Regions from separate parts of the Sus scrofa genome. Here all the other regions are linked to region 3. Evidence: chromatin contacts called from public HiChIP or PLAC-seq data. All regions are on one chromosome and are shown on one strand. Each heading gives the region's core, a stretch centred on a gene start, on an enhancer-like site or on the middle of the called end of the contact. The rest is flanking DNA. Distances are from core to core; before and after follow the strand shown. Region 1 overlaps GTDC1 (glycosyltransferase-like domain-containing protein 1). Region 2 has its middle 86 kb from the start of GTDC1. Region 3 overlaps GTDC1 (glycosyltransferase-like domain-containing protein 1).

Region 1 (4,966 bases), core at 664-3,163, 180 kb after region 3:
CCTGAGTGTTAATGCTGCTGTCATCTGGCTGGCAACCAGTCCACAAACTTATTGGTTCAGGCATTTGTCTGGCCAATAACTAAGAATCATTTAAGTTGAAAATATGGACCAGGAGGTATTTCAGAATTACTGATATGCAGCTATTAATCTTGAAGGCAAATAGCAGTATTTGGTGGTGTGGGCAAATCACTTAACTGGAACCACATGAAAAAGAATTTCAGTTTTTTGTTTTGTTTTGTTTTAATGCTTTGAGGAAGATTGCACCAGAGGAAAATAACTGCAAATAAAAAATGGAAAAATAGCTACAAAAAGGAAGGTTGGTAAAATGACTAAGCAAAGCAGTAGGTTCTGTTGCCTCCAACCTGCTGCATCAATTGTATCAGTAAACAGATTAAGAAATCCCACATTCCTGTTTCTCAAACTGACCCAGCAACGAGAGGAAGAAAATACAGAAAAGTGAGTGCAATGCCTGGTGGCTCAGGGTGCCCCTCAAAGGTCATCGCTCTAATTTCAGTGTTAGAAATTGAGGGCACAGAACTAGGGGTTGGTATTGGTCACAGAGTGAGCTTTGGCTTCTGAACAATTCTCTACCCTCGGTGAAGAATTTAAGACGTCATGGAGTTGAACTGGTGTATTAAATCCCAGGCACACGGTAGAGATTGTTTTGTGATCATAATGAATTAAGAGTAAAGGCATCAATGCATACATCTCTCCTTTTTCCTCTAGAGCCCAGAGGCATAGGGTACCTGGTGGTCTCTGGTGCTGGCAGCTATGTTCCCTGGTTTTCAATCGGCTTGGCTTTTCTCCTAGATTTTTGTAATAGCAGGCCGGGCGGGGGAAAAAGTAATCTACAAAATTGCAAATTGCAAAACAAAATATGCAAGTGCGTGTGTACGTGCGCACGCGCGCCCTATAGTATTTCACTGAAGATAATGAATTGCTACACTTTAAGCACTAAATATTAAAACTTAAAAATGTGTAAGTAATGAGGTTTTAGGAAGCAAAATGTACTCGGAGTATATATAGCACTTTTTTTTTTTTTTTTTTTTCCAAGAGGTTCCCCAGACCTCTGGGCGCGTCAGCAAACTGTCCTCCTACACGAGGAGCGAGCAGCTGCGATTTGGCCCCAGGCACCACCTACCCAAAGTCACTACCTAATGTATTTTACATTCGCACCGATGATAAAGAGGGAGAGGTGGGTTTAAAAAAAAAAAAAAAAAAAAAAAGAGAAGGTACCTTCCCCTCACCCCCAACATTCTGTGCTCCCTTTTGTCCCTGCCATCAGCTGACACGTGGAAAATGTGGTGTACGGTTTTGCTTGCCTTTAATCTGTAATTAAGGATTCCTTGTTCGGGGCTGGCTACCTCTTTGGTCTTCCCTCCCTGCCTCTCGGGTCTTCCGCCCTTGGTCGGGTCTGGCCCCGAGCCGCAAGCTGGGGACTCCGGTGGCCCGGCTGGGCCGCAGGGAGGGGTCGGTAGCGAGGTGCTCGGGCCCGGACGGAAGGAGCGCTCGCCTACCCGAAAGCGCGCGCCCGGGAACCCGACCCACTCGCCCCGAGCCTCCGACGAGCCTGCGCCCAGCGTCGGGTTAGAGGTGCCGGAGCCTGCGAGAGCCGGAGAGTCTGAGAGCGGTTCCGGGGCTTGCGGGCGCTCACCGCGCGTCTTCTCCCCGGGGCCGATGTGCCCCAGCTCCCGTCCGCGGCGGCGCTAGCCCTCGATGCCCTGCTCGGTCCCGTCCAAAGCGCCTGGAGGTAGTTCTACACCTCTTCCGGCGCAAAAAAAAGGGACGGAGGGGGGACGTCGAGGTCACAAAGTCGAGACCTAACCACTTCTGCGGCGCTGAGCTGGAGGAACCACGAGGCCGCAGGGCCAAGACAGCTCCGCGCCACCGCCGCGCTCCCGCTCACACTCGCGCGGACTCCCGGGCAGAGCCTCGCCTGCACGCGCACGCCAGCGCGCGCACAGCCCGACACGCGCACACTGTCACGCACCCTCACGGACACGCACCCCGCACGCGCGCACAGACACTCACATGCTGACACACGCACACGTGGCGGGAGGCCCAGTGCTTCCCCGGCTCCTTGGTGCCAGGCTTAACTGGTCCCCCTCCGCACCTCCGAGAAGGCGGCGCTGCCCCGGCGGGCAGAATTCTTCTCTATTCTTCTTAAGTGTTTTATTGAACTTGGTTTTGAGTCCGACAGGCTCAGTGCTCCGTGAGAGAATCCAATGAAGATGCACTAAGCAAAACCAAAAAAGTAATTTCCCTCCTCCTGTCCTTTAAAAAAAAAAAAAAAATTTAAGCCAAAACGGAGAATGGAGTGGGGTTGGGCACGGGGACGCCCCCCACCCCCGTAGGGATTCTGACTATTAATTTTAAAATACTCCCCTATGACTGCTTACTCAGCCCTGTTATTTCAGTCCCACCCGCTAGTCCTAGGACGCTTTCCTTTTCACTTCTTACCTGTGCTTTGGAGTGAAAACTGTTTCTCCTGATCTCCAATTGGTTATTTCGTTATTTCCGAGGCAGAAGGGGGTGAGGGACAGATGAGTTAAGCGGTGTTTGGGTGGGAGAAAATTTAGTTCTATCACACTGATTTCCAAAAAACTTGGGGAAACGTTTAATAGCATATTGAGGATTCGATATTTTTTAAAGCGTCCTCCTCCTTTCCCGTGTTACTATTTATCATCAGGTATTTATTTGCGTGTACACATTTAAAATTGTCTGTGAATGAGAAAAATGCCCCTTGTTCTGGATTTCACCAGCGCCTTTTGTGTTTCTGCCCATCTAGGTGTAGCATGCTTTCCTCTCTCCCACCCATCGCTAAACGGTGTCTTCAGTGATCAAACATAAGAAACCTTAGCCTGGAGTGGTGGTGACCATTGCTGGTCATCTGTTGCTCAAGATTTTATCTCCTCTGGTTGGGAATTGTCCTCAAATTGTAGAGTTGAAGATACAGGTTGGTTGATAGTTTAAAATGTGAGAAGAGCTCTCAGGAAGTAAACGTAGGTAGGGGAGTATGGCCCATGTCAGCTGCCCTTGGAAGGCAGGACAAGAACCCTTGGCTAGTGCATTGAAAAGAGACTGTAAACAATGATAATCAGGGCTTTCAAAAATCATATAACAGATTGAAATATCTGATTCATTATTTATTCATCACAGCACAACTTTGCAAATCTGAGAATAGTATTTGAAAACCCAGTGCCTGCTATTTTGTCCGTCAACTCAGCAAATGGGTCCCCCTTCCAAAAATGTGGCCAAAGGGTTAAAGCTGTAATTTTAGAAAGGAATTTCAGGAAAGGATATTAAGATCTGATATATTTCCTTTTCTTTTTGGCAATAATACCCTCCAAAGAAAAAAGGATATACTTATTAATATAATGATAATAGCTCTGCTTCTGAGTACAAGTATCAACTGATTTCTGTTTGTGAAAGTGTTTTTAAAACTGCGAGTACACTTTCACTACTATGAAAGCTGATGAGCCAATGAAGGAAACTTCTTTTAACTCCATAATAACAGTTACATAGTAAATGAACAGTGATGGTCAAATAGCCAATTACGGTATAAATATCCGCTGTTTACAGAGAGGTGTTCAATGAGCCTTTGGAATACAAAGGATTAGTCCCATCTGAGCTACCATTTGTTCCTCAGTGCATTATTTCTTCCCTTAAAAAGGCCAATGCCATTGTAGGTACTATGCACACAGAACATACTTCTCTATGTTGATTTTAGTTTGCTTTATTTCAATGCACACTGTTGTTTACTTTTTAAAATTTAAATAAATGTCAGCATTGTATAATTTCTATGTTAACAAAGCAGTGAGCAAAATCCCTTGTATGTTTATAAAATATTATTGTTTAATTCACATAGTTTAGAAATTCCAAATGTTGAGAATAGGAAGGAGGCCAAATACCATCTGTTTATAACTATGATGCATCGTAATATGTGTACTTTTAAAAGGAGTTTGGTCAATCATGCCACTATTTTATCTGCTCGGAATATGTTGAAGATTTAAAATGTAATTTACAGGATTACTTTTAGTGCATTGCATCCAACTGTGAGTTGTAAAGAAGTCGGTCTTTTCTGTTTTTCTCAAATTAATCATGTAACAGCCCCAATTAATGGGGGCTGTTAAACGTGTCGCTTTTTGCTTAGCTCTAGAATTCTTCTAACTTTGGCTCCGTCCACCTTCTTGATGCTGATAAAAACTCCAAGGACAAATGAAACAAAACACTCCTAGCTGTGTCTTTCTGCCAGGAGATAGTCACTTAGAATGGGAGGCAGGGTATGATAGCTAATAATTAGCTAGCATCAAGCCCTGAGAAATTACCTGTGAAATACCCTTTGGTACTGGGTTGAAAAACAACATTTGACATTCCCTGTTTTAAAATAGTACATGCTTGTCCCCAAGACTTCTGATTTAACTTACCTTTTATTTCAAATGCATCTAATTGCATACCATGAAACAAAGGGAGTACATTTACTGGCAATAGATGAGCAGGTTTGGGGTTTTATTTTTAAGTTACACACTCAAGTTGTTTAGTGAGGAATTCCTTTCTTTGCAAACTGGAGAAACTCGGCAACCAGGGCTTCAATTCAGGGCAGACTAGTGTTGAAATCCAGAGGTGGCTTTAGGGTCTCACACCATGAGTTCTCTTTCTCAAGAAGGAGGAACTAAAACTCCTTAAAAAGATTTGGAAAATGTGATTTAAAAAAAAAAAAAAAATGGTTGGTAAATGATAGTTCCTTGATTGGTTTTTAGCAAGGTCAAATAAGTAAAAACTACACCTCAAATGCTTTTATAGACAAACGTGAAGAAATATTGAAACCCTCTCCCAGTCACCTGGGAGTGTTATGGATGTTTTCTTACTCAGTCGTGTTGTCAAGGGGTGCTGTGTTCAGTGGCTTCTCTGTCCATTTAGCGATACCTGTTTCCTCAAGCTTTTTAGTTTTAGCAGCTTCATCTAA
Region 2 (4,341 bases), core at 1,582-4,081, 230 kb before region 3:
ATTTTTAAGTAAAATGAAATCCATATGCTTATATCACAGAGCAAGTGAGTCCCCGGTCCTCACTATTCTTTCCCAGGCAATAGAACTACTTCCTTCTTTTATAAGGACTGCACCATAGATGCTACTAGAAGATGCTCTGCATTTGTGTCTTAAAATTGCATATGCCAGAACCCACTGTGAGTACCCTCTGCATTTAGGGAACTGTGAGTAATTGCAAAAGAGGTAGCAGGTCCCATGGTTGCTTTGGATGGTGCACAATTATTTACATGAAGTTAAGACAAACAAGTGGAAGAGAGACAAAATAACCTTTTGCTGACAGGAATCTTCTGCAAACCAATATATATGACTAAACTGAATTTCTGGAGTCCCAGAGACAATTACAAAACTTTTTTTCTCCAGCCATTGTGACAACACGCCTGACAAATTCCATCAGCCTGCTTTGTCCCAGTGTGTGAAGCCCACAGATCACGAAGGCAGTTAGCTGGAACTTTAGTTCCTTGGGGTCAACATCGAAAGCTTCATTTATCAGTGTGTGGTACTGAGTGTGCCCTGACCGCAGGCTTTCCCTGAAAGTTGCTTTTCTTGGTGTTCTCACAAAGTTGCTGATGTGAAATGGTTCTCTCATGATTTTGCTTTTTTCTCCTAAAGCTAAGGACAGCAAAACCAGAACATTTAAACCGAGGGTTCCGATGGTATTTCCTGGTCAATACAAGGAAAGGTCGTAAAGGATTCTTAGATTCCTTCCTATAAAGTTTACAATGTGTGAGAGTAGTTCTGGTTAAGGGAGTTTTCCCTGCATGATCAAGAAGCTCTGTGGTAGAGGGGTGAGAGGTTGTGCTTTCTCATGCAAAGACCTGGATTCGAGTCTCGGCTCTGTCCTTACTAACTGTGTGAGTCTGGCCAAGTTACCTCACTAAGCCTCAATTTACTTACCTTTAAAATGGGAATAATACAGATAACTGTCTCACAGATGGTCGTAGGACTCAGACACGACAAGAGATGTGCCAGCAGTTTGCAAACAGTCGCTGTGGCAGGCCCTGATAGAGGGGCAGAAGCTTGCCGTGTATTTATTTCATCCACTGTCCTTTTGACCCTTTTCCACAGTGTCCTTTCTTCCCTCCTGGGTTTTGAGGAAAGTCTCCCTTTGATAACCTATTCCTAGAGTTAAGTCCACAGAGAGTTCTTGAAAAGGAACACAATCATTTCAGTACTTAGATATTTCCCAGCATGTAATTTTTAGGGGGCTGGGATTGTCTCAAGATTCATCCTCAAAGGGACCCTTTGTTTCCTGGTGGGCGTGATCCTAGGGTTACTGAAAGAGGAAGGAATGCTTGACAATTATCAGTCCAATGAGAGGCCTCAGAGCATGAGAACTGAGGAGGCTGTTCTGTGTGATTCTAGATAGGCAGTGTCTCCGCTGCTCTGAGCAGATAATCCAGGGTGATAATGAAGTAGTCACAAGGGTAAACCTTTGTAACAAGGCTCTGCTCACAATTCGAACCTTCTCGTTAGCCCTTTTGCATATTATACACAGAGACTTTTAAATCAAGAGATAGCCTTGTCTATCAGATGAATCGGCCCATACGGGGAACTTCTTTCGTAACTTGACAGAGACTCAGGAGGGGAAGCTGCTGGAGATGAAAACTGATGATCCACATAGCAGGAAAAGGTTTATAGCTTATGATTATTGTTTTCCTTTGGCTAATTTTAATTCTGATGAATACTAAGTTTTCTTTGGTACTTTTTGTTCCTTAAGTCTTTTTTTTTTTTTTCTGTTACATTGTTCAGCCAAGTATTTCTTAAGTCTCTGTGAAAACAACACCACGTATTTCTTAAGCCCATGTAAACAAACATTTCCATGAAGACGGGCTTGAAAAATATATGTAGATGGCAACCTGAAGGCCATTCCTACTGTAAACATGAAAAGACTTGACAGATTGATAGGTAAATAGATAGGTAGCATGCTAAAATGATGTTACTTAAAATGAATTAGAATGATGTTAACTCTTGCCATCCTGTTTAGTTACTTTCTGCTCCTCTAAATAGTCTAAATAGGTGGAATGCCTTGATATATTCTCTCTTTTTTGGCTTATTAAGATCAGGGTTTGTTAAAGTATTTTTAAAAATTTTATTTTATTGAAGTATACTTGGTTTTTACAATGTTCTTGGATGGAAGGACGCATGTCCAAATTCTTTTCAAACAGGTCATTTGTAAGTGTTTACTGATTGCCAGTCAACACCAGTCGTTGTGTTAGACAGCAGGAATAGATGTGAAATAATAAATATGGAAGCTCATGTGCAAACAGATTGTTACAGGGGCAACAGAGAGGCAGGTGTTCTGATCCTCCTGTGAGACCTCTGCCCAGGGGAGCTAGGAAAGGCTTCAGAGAAAAGAGGCTGTTTGAATTTGGCATTGAAGAGCCTATAGGAGTTTAACAAGTTGAGAAGAGAAGATAATGCTGGAAGGTACGGGAGTGTGAAGAGCTGCTGTAGGAACCATTTTCCTCAAGGGTTCAGCTATAATAAACTCCTTCTATGGGACCAAGTTGGACTTCATATTTGAACCAGAAAACAAGAAATCCACACTGTAATAGATTAAATTATGTCTACTCTCCTCAGTACTAATTACCTATTTTTCACAGTTGCTAATGAAGAACTCCACAAGGTAGCAGTATTTGGGCATGAGCTTTGTTGCTGGTGAACAACCTCCTTGCCTTATCGGGGGAAGGGGAGAGAAAGTCACTTCAAATTGCCTTCTGCCCACTATGGATAAATATGGCTGGAACGTAACCGGGAAAGTGATGCAAGCACCTGATTGATGGGTCATCTCCCACTTAGAGTCTGACCTTTCACCCAAAACAACACCATCTAGTGACTTCCAGATGTGGATGCTTGACCATTAGTAAGCAGTCAAGACCGAAACCTATTTCCTCTAAGTTATGAATAAATCGGTGACTTATAAGGATATCATCTCAGTATGACAAACACTGAGAGAAATTTGAGGAAATAAGCATTTTAATGAAGCTCTTTTTCTATTCCTCCTTCCTGAAAACCATATTTTAGAGTTAGCCTTCCTAACAGGAAATAGAATAGCTTGACAAAAGGAACCACACTGTATATCTAAACTGGCAGCATATTTGTATGGTGTGGTGTGATACGTATGTTCGCCGCCCTTTACTGGTTAAACTGTATTTCATTATCATCTCCTTATTTTCCACTTCTAATTCTAGCAGACCCATTTCCTATAAACAGGTCAGCTCTCTAACAGTTTTGAGCCTAAAAATTCTTTTTAACTGCTTAATCCCAACTTCATTAAGCAGTGTTTCCCCTCATTCTTAATTGTAGCTCCTCGGGCACACACATAACAGGTCTATTGCCATAAATGGGGGAAAATTAATTTATCACCAATTCCAACTGCATTGTGCATATGGATATTTATGCCATCTGTGGTTTTAAAAACTGCTAGGATTAGGACTATTTGATATTATTGTAATGAATCCGTGGATTTGATCATTATAGTAGTACAACATAATGATACCACACAATGCAAGAATCCTTGCAAATCATCAAGTTAATGCTTTAAATTCATTTTATTTAAAAATTGTTATACTTTGTTTAATTTAAAGAGTAGATGTTTTCGGTATTTTAGATTTGGGGATATTGTTTTTGTTTCTTGTGTTATTTTGTCATTTTGGCTTAACCTTTGTAAAGTTTAACATTCTCTATTATTGGTTCAAACCCCCTGAGTCTCTGTAGGTGTGGTAGTGTTCCAGAATGCTGAATCATAGGATGTGGATACTGAATAATTTTAAATAATGGCTACCAGTGAAAATGACATTACCATATCCAGATGTCTCCCACACTGTCCAAAGTCCAAGATAAAGCATCACATTGTCATTGACTTCTCTTTCCTTCTCTTCTCCTCCCCACTCAACACTTTCCCTTACCCTCTCCTTTCTCCCCTCCCCCCTTTATTCCTCCTTTTTTCTCTCTCTCCCTCCTCCTCTACCTCCACCCTCTCCCCCTCCTTCTCCTCCTTCTCTATTTCTTCCTCTTCTCATTCTTCAGTATGGACTAAAATTGAACCAACTACCTTATTTTGTCAGGGCGTTATTATTCTTTTGCATCTGAAAACTTCAACTAGAAAAAGGTATGATTGGATTTCCTTTACATGGTATGGAAAGCCCTAGGAAATAAGCTTTTGAGAAAACCAGGCTTCATATGTGTTGTGCTTAATAAACCAACAGCATCACAGGACCTTGAAAGACTACCATTAAACTAAAAGTTCTGTGTTCTCAAATTGAAAAATGAATCTGACAGGAAATATTCTGGGGATTTAGG
Region 3 (4,769 bases), core at 101-2,600:
TATTTTCAAATAAAAATGTCTTAAGCATTTGTTCTTCCTACTACTTCTTTCTTTGGCAGAATATTCATATAGTTGATAAATAGTTTGCTTTCTTTAAATACCTTTTCATATAATCTTTGTAGCATGTTTCATGGGTATTTTAACCTACTTTTATGGTTTTTCATGAAATAAGGTATTTTCTAAATATGTTATGCTGAATTTAACTGAAATAAGCAGTTGTACTGTATGCCTTTAGAATGATGATGATATCTTGCATTTTAGGGTAACACTTCCATCCTGAAAGATTCCAAAGCACACTGCGAATGGTTACAAATTATACAGTGAAGCACAGTCACCATTGCAGAGTGAAGCATGGCAGCTGTTTAACAGCTCATCACAATGCTACACAGCAAGTTAGGGAAGGAAGTGAAGAATAATACTGGATTCACTTGAAAAAATTGCTAGGGGGGTGAGGTAAGCAGAATGTAATTACCTAAGTTGGAATTTATCCAGGACGTAAGGCTAACACCTCCAGTCTTAGAAGAGGAAGCTCTAATTCTCCAATAACCATGTACTTGCTTTCAACGTAAGTGAATTGCAAAGGTACTTCTATTCTCTTCATACCATCAAGGTATAATCTGACTTTTCCAACTGAGACTTTAAAAGGGAAAAAAAAATCCTTCTTCAGAACCCACATGGTCATACTGACTCAGGGATGAGACAGATAGGTTTCTATTTGTGTTCTATCTTTGCTTTGTAGTGACTGTTTGGAAATTGTTGAGGACTCTAAGGCCATATTCAAGATTAAAAAAAGAACTTCAGGATCGATTAGTGATCTCTGCTGTAAACATAAGAGAAGTAGTCCTTAACTTGTGTCATATTTTTGTCACCCTAGCACTACTTACTACTTAGCTGCTATTTTCTTGGGATGAATTACTCTTAGTTCTTTTCAGACTTTCTGCTTATTTTTAATTACTGCTGCAGGCATATTTAAGATTTCCTGAAAAAAAAATTTAGGGGAACGGGACATTGACCATTTGTTAGTAATTATGATTGGTGGGGCTAGTGATAAAAAGATATAACTTTAGGTCAAAAATTTCAAAGCAAAAAATATCCAGCAGAGGAAGCAGTTTGGTGTCAGGCTGGGTTTTCATCTAGGAAAGTAATCAAATCAACATCTTGAGGGAGCAAACAGGAATTAAGGTCAGGAACACAAGATAGCAGGAACATGTTATCAAATCAAGGTAAGAATTAGATCAGAGTTAGGTTCTTTTGAGGAATGTTAGAAACTGAAGGTAACAGGACCAAGCAAACCATGGGCCCTGGGCCTGAGGGCAGCACCAGGGATAGCTCCCAGTGCTGGTGGCTTCTCCTTGGCTCTTTGGTTCTTTCTCTTTCAGTTCTGCCCCTCAGTCTAGTGCATCCTGCTTTGGCTTAGTAATACAATCAGTCTGTAAAATGAAGATGAACCCTTTCATCCTATTAATGTTCATATTAGTGATAAGCAGGTACTGTATAATTCCTTCATTCTTTTACACACCTTATTTAATCTACTTAACCTTATGTTGGTATTATAACTCCCATTTAGGTATGAGAAGATGAAGTTAAGTAATTCACCCAATTTCACATTTCAAATCAAGCTTGGAACCCTGAGTCAAATGTTGATCTGTCTGGTTCCCAAGCTTGTGCTCATATGACTGTACCATAAAGTTACACAAGAATGAATCATTTGTGTGGCACTTGCTTCTATAAAGCAGGGTTACTCTAGGATATTCTGGGGTTTTAGAGCACAGCTGAGAAGGAAATTTGAAATACTTTTAGTATCAGGCTAGAGTATGGATAATTTGTTTGTTCTTCTGTGCTCCAGAAGAATTACTGGTAGAGTTGTTAGAAATTATAGATTTTTGGTGGTCTTCCTGTTGGGATTATGGAAGTATTCAAGCAAAAGAACCGTGTGTCAGCTTGTTTAGACAGATTTTGCATTTCTGTGAATTTTGTGAAAGTGACTTTTAAGTTATATTAAATTCTGTGATGTTTTGATTTAGGTCCTATATCTCTGACATATTCTTTATTTCCCTCAATACATGATGGTATGAGTTGCTGTAAAAGATCTTCATCAACTCTGATTCAAATAATTTGGAAAATTAAGCTTGCTTTTCCACATGCCCCTGCATCTAATATAAAAATTCAGGATCTAAAAATTATATATCATCTTTCAATCTCTATAATCTAAATATGGATATAGATTGTATTTCACCCTCTGGGTGTTGGCTTCCTTTTCATTCTTAGGAATGTCCAGGAAGGAACTCTAAATCTTTTCTGGTCAGTTGTCCAACATGATAAAACAGGCTTGGTTTAAGTAATCCTTTAAAATTCTAAATAGAATAACAACCTTTTCATTTGATGAAAGGCCATATTGGAAAAAAAGACACCTTTTTTTTAAAAGTTATCTACATTTTATAATAATTTAAATACTTTCTAATGGGAATAAAAATCCAGTTTTACATCTGAGTTCTTGTAAGTCCAGTTTATGCCTGAGACAAATTAAAACATTCAGGTTATAATATTCCTAAATATGCCTTATAATGGGATAAATGACAGATCTTTAATCATAGTAATGCTATTATATCTCTTATACTCTGTAAGTTGTTATCTATTACTGTACCTTTGTGATAGAAAAAATAATATTCTATCTTTATGGTAGAAAAAATAGTCTACTTACATGGCTTTAAAATCTTTATAGATATGTAATTTTAAGAATTTTTAAAAGTAACTGAAAAGTAATCTCATGATTTACATGGTGTATAAAAGCAAAGATTGATAATTTATTATACATGTTATAATTTGTCTTCCTTTTATAGAATATTAGCCGTAAGACAGATGTATATGGGGGCATGTGCATTCCATCATTTTATTTATTTTTTTTCTTTCTCTATTTTGAGGTACTCCTATTGCACTTTATACTCACTGTTTAAATGTAGTGGTTTTCAACTCTTGCTGCATATTAGAATCCTGTGAAACTTAAAAAAATCCTATGCCCAGGCAGCACCTCACCCAAATCTGAATTTCTGAGGATAGAACTTAGATATCAGTACATTTTGAAGCTTTTTAAGTTGAGAACCACTGATAAAATGCATCACTACTTTGTAAAACATTTACATGTTGTAAATTGCATGGAGAAAAATGAAAGAAAATGTCCTTCTCCCAATATAGAGGCGAGGCTTTTGGAGGGTGGTAGTAGGATGATTATGGAAGTTTTAAGGATGATCAGATAGATCATAATAAATAGAATGTAGGCTGAAATAGAAGTTCATCTAGTATTCTTTTTCTTAGCAGTGACTTAAGTGAAACACATAGAAAAAGATATAAAACACTCACAATTCACCTGGCCACTTGTGTGGGTCTTTTTTTTTTTTTTCCTTGACTCCAGCTGCTAGCCAACTTATAACCTGAATCTTGATGATTAATAGCTTTTATAATATTTTCTTAGCTCGTGTAACTTCAATTGCAATACTTTTTCTTCTAATGTCTTACCCTTATAAAATAGCACTAAACTATTTTTCTCAATAAATTCTACTGACACATGGTCCCACAGATTAATTATAAATTGCATGGAAGTGCTGCCCTTTGTCAGTTTTAAATGTGTAGCTTTATCTTCTCTTTCTCCTTGTCTTTCCAAGCTAAATGGAATTAGAAGCTTAAAGAAGCCTGTTTAACATGGAATCTATTCCTATTCTCTCATTTTAAACAACAGTGCTATTAATTTTCATCCTGGACTCTTTGGTTCCTCCTCTATTTTCCCTTTTATTATAATTAAAAAAGAACCATCTCTGTTTTTACAAAGTCATTTGTCTCACAACATAGTTTAAACATCTTTTTAGGAGTAATTTTCTTCAGACGTTGTGATTTCTTTTTTTTTTTTTTTAACCGTGGGCTCTCTCTGTAAGTGTAATTGGGAATACCAAATAACTTCTACTTTTCTTCATCTTCTTTAAATTTTTTTTTTTTTAAAGGAAAAGATGGAGGGGAAAGGGTATCAAAAGGGACTGACAACCATGGAAATAAATGTTGGGCCACTTTGCCACGGGTACTTTAAAACACCCCAAGGTAGATGGAAAGAGGAACTTTAGGGTTTCGGCCATTTATCACTGAAATTATAATGCTGGCACAGCTCTGCAAATATTTCCTTACAGGGTTTCATAGACATTTCACAATAAATGTTTTTTGTTAAAATGGTCTTAGGTCTTATAAAGCAGTGTCTGTATTCCAGGAGGAATTCTTTCACAGTTACTTAATAGTGTTCGTTCACAGTGCCCTCCTTCTCCATACTTTTTGTTCCCATTGCAGTACTGGTATCTTTGACCAGAGGGTAGAGACAGCCAACACTGAGTCTTAGCTGTTCTTTCTGAATGATTGAGAGAAAAGAAAACATGGCCTTTGAGGGTTATATTTAAATATAGGGACTATCGTTATTACTAAGCTGCTGACCCAGTTACAGATCCTTTGATAGAGGATGAAGTAGGATAGGAAAATGTGGAAAAAGCATATTGGTTAGACATAACAAAGACCTTAGCTGTAATCCTGGTGAAACACTCAATAATCAATAAGAGGCAGAGCCAGTCATGTGTTTTTGTGGTTCAGGCCGCTCTCTTGGCATGGTAAGAGGTAGTTTGAGAAGATCTCAACTTTCTTTCAGACAGTATTTCCGAATACTTCCACCAAGGAGAGAGAGAGTTCTACTAGAATCTCCGTTTGTAATTGGAGGTTGATGCAATTGTAAATAAAACTTT

The links. HiChIP or PLAC-seq counts read pairs in DNA pulled down with a chosen protein or histone mark.
Region 1: an H3K27ac HiChIP or PLAC-seq map of alveolar macrophages shows a contact between it and region 3. The contact joins two enhancer-like sites. A contact is called at or near these places in 1 of 47 Hi-C or Micro-C datasets (embryonic fibroblasts) and 1 of 2 datasets of contacts at active chromatin or transcription factors (alveolar macrophages).
Region 2: a contact with region 3 is called in an H3K27ac HiChIP or PLAC-seq map of alveolar macrophages. The contact joins two enhancer-like sites. A contact is called at or near these places in 1 of 47 Hi-C or Micro-C datasets (embryonic fibroblasts) and 1 of 2 datasets of contacts at active chromatin or transcription factors (alveolar macrophages).

What each region holds. Positions count from the first base shown.
Region 1 is chr15:8,057,113-8,062,078 of Sscrofa11.1, forward strand. The region is part of intron 12 of GTDC1 (glycosyltransferase-like domain-containing protein 1); the gene reads left to right. Among named protein-coding and RNA genes, the nearest start is that of GTDC1, 330 kb to the left of the region's middle. Within about 2 kb of position 1,914, at least 62 of the 83 cell types and tissues checked have an H3K27ac peak or open chromatin away from gene starts, as enhancers often do. A contact at or near this core is called in alveolar macrophages, where this site is marked.
Region 2 is chr15:7,641,385-7,645,725 of Sscrofa11.1, forward strand. No RefSeq gene overlaps it. Among named protein-coding and RNA genes, the nearest start is that of GTDC1, 86 kb to the right of the region's middle. Within about 2 kb of position 2,832, at least 9 of the 83 cell types and tissues checked have an H3K27ac peak or open chromatin away from gene starts, as enhancers often do. A contact at or near this core is called in alveolar macrophages, where this site is marked.
Region 3 is chr15:7,876,246-7,881,014 of Sscrofa11.1, forward strand. All of the region lies in intron 7 of GTDC1 (glycosyltransferase-like domain-containing protein 1), which reads left to right. All of the region lies in intron 1 of LOC106508109 (a long non-coding RNA gene), which reads right to left. LOC110256946 (a long non-coding RNA gene) reads left to right here. Exons shown (of 2, transcript XR_002339029.1): 2 at 262-4,769. Among named protein-coding and RNA genes, the nearest start is that of GTDC1, 150 kb to the left of the region's middle. Within about 2 kb of position 1,351, at least 5 of the 83 cell types and tissues checked have an H3K27ac peak or open chromatin away from gene starts, as enhancers often do. A contact at or near this core is called in alveolar macrophages, where this site is marked.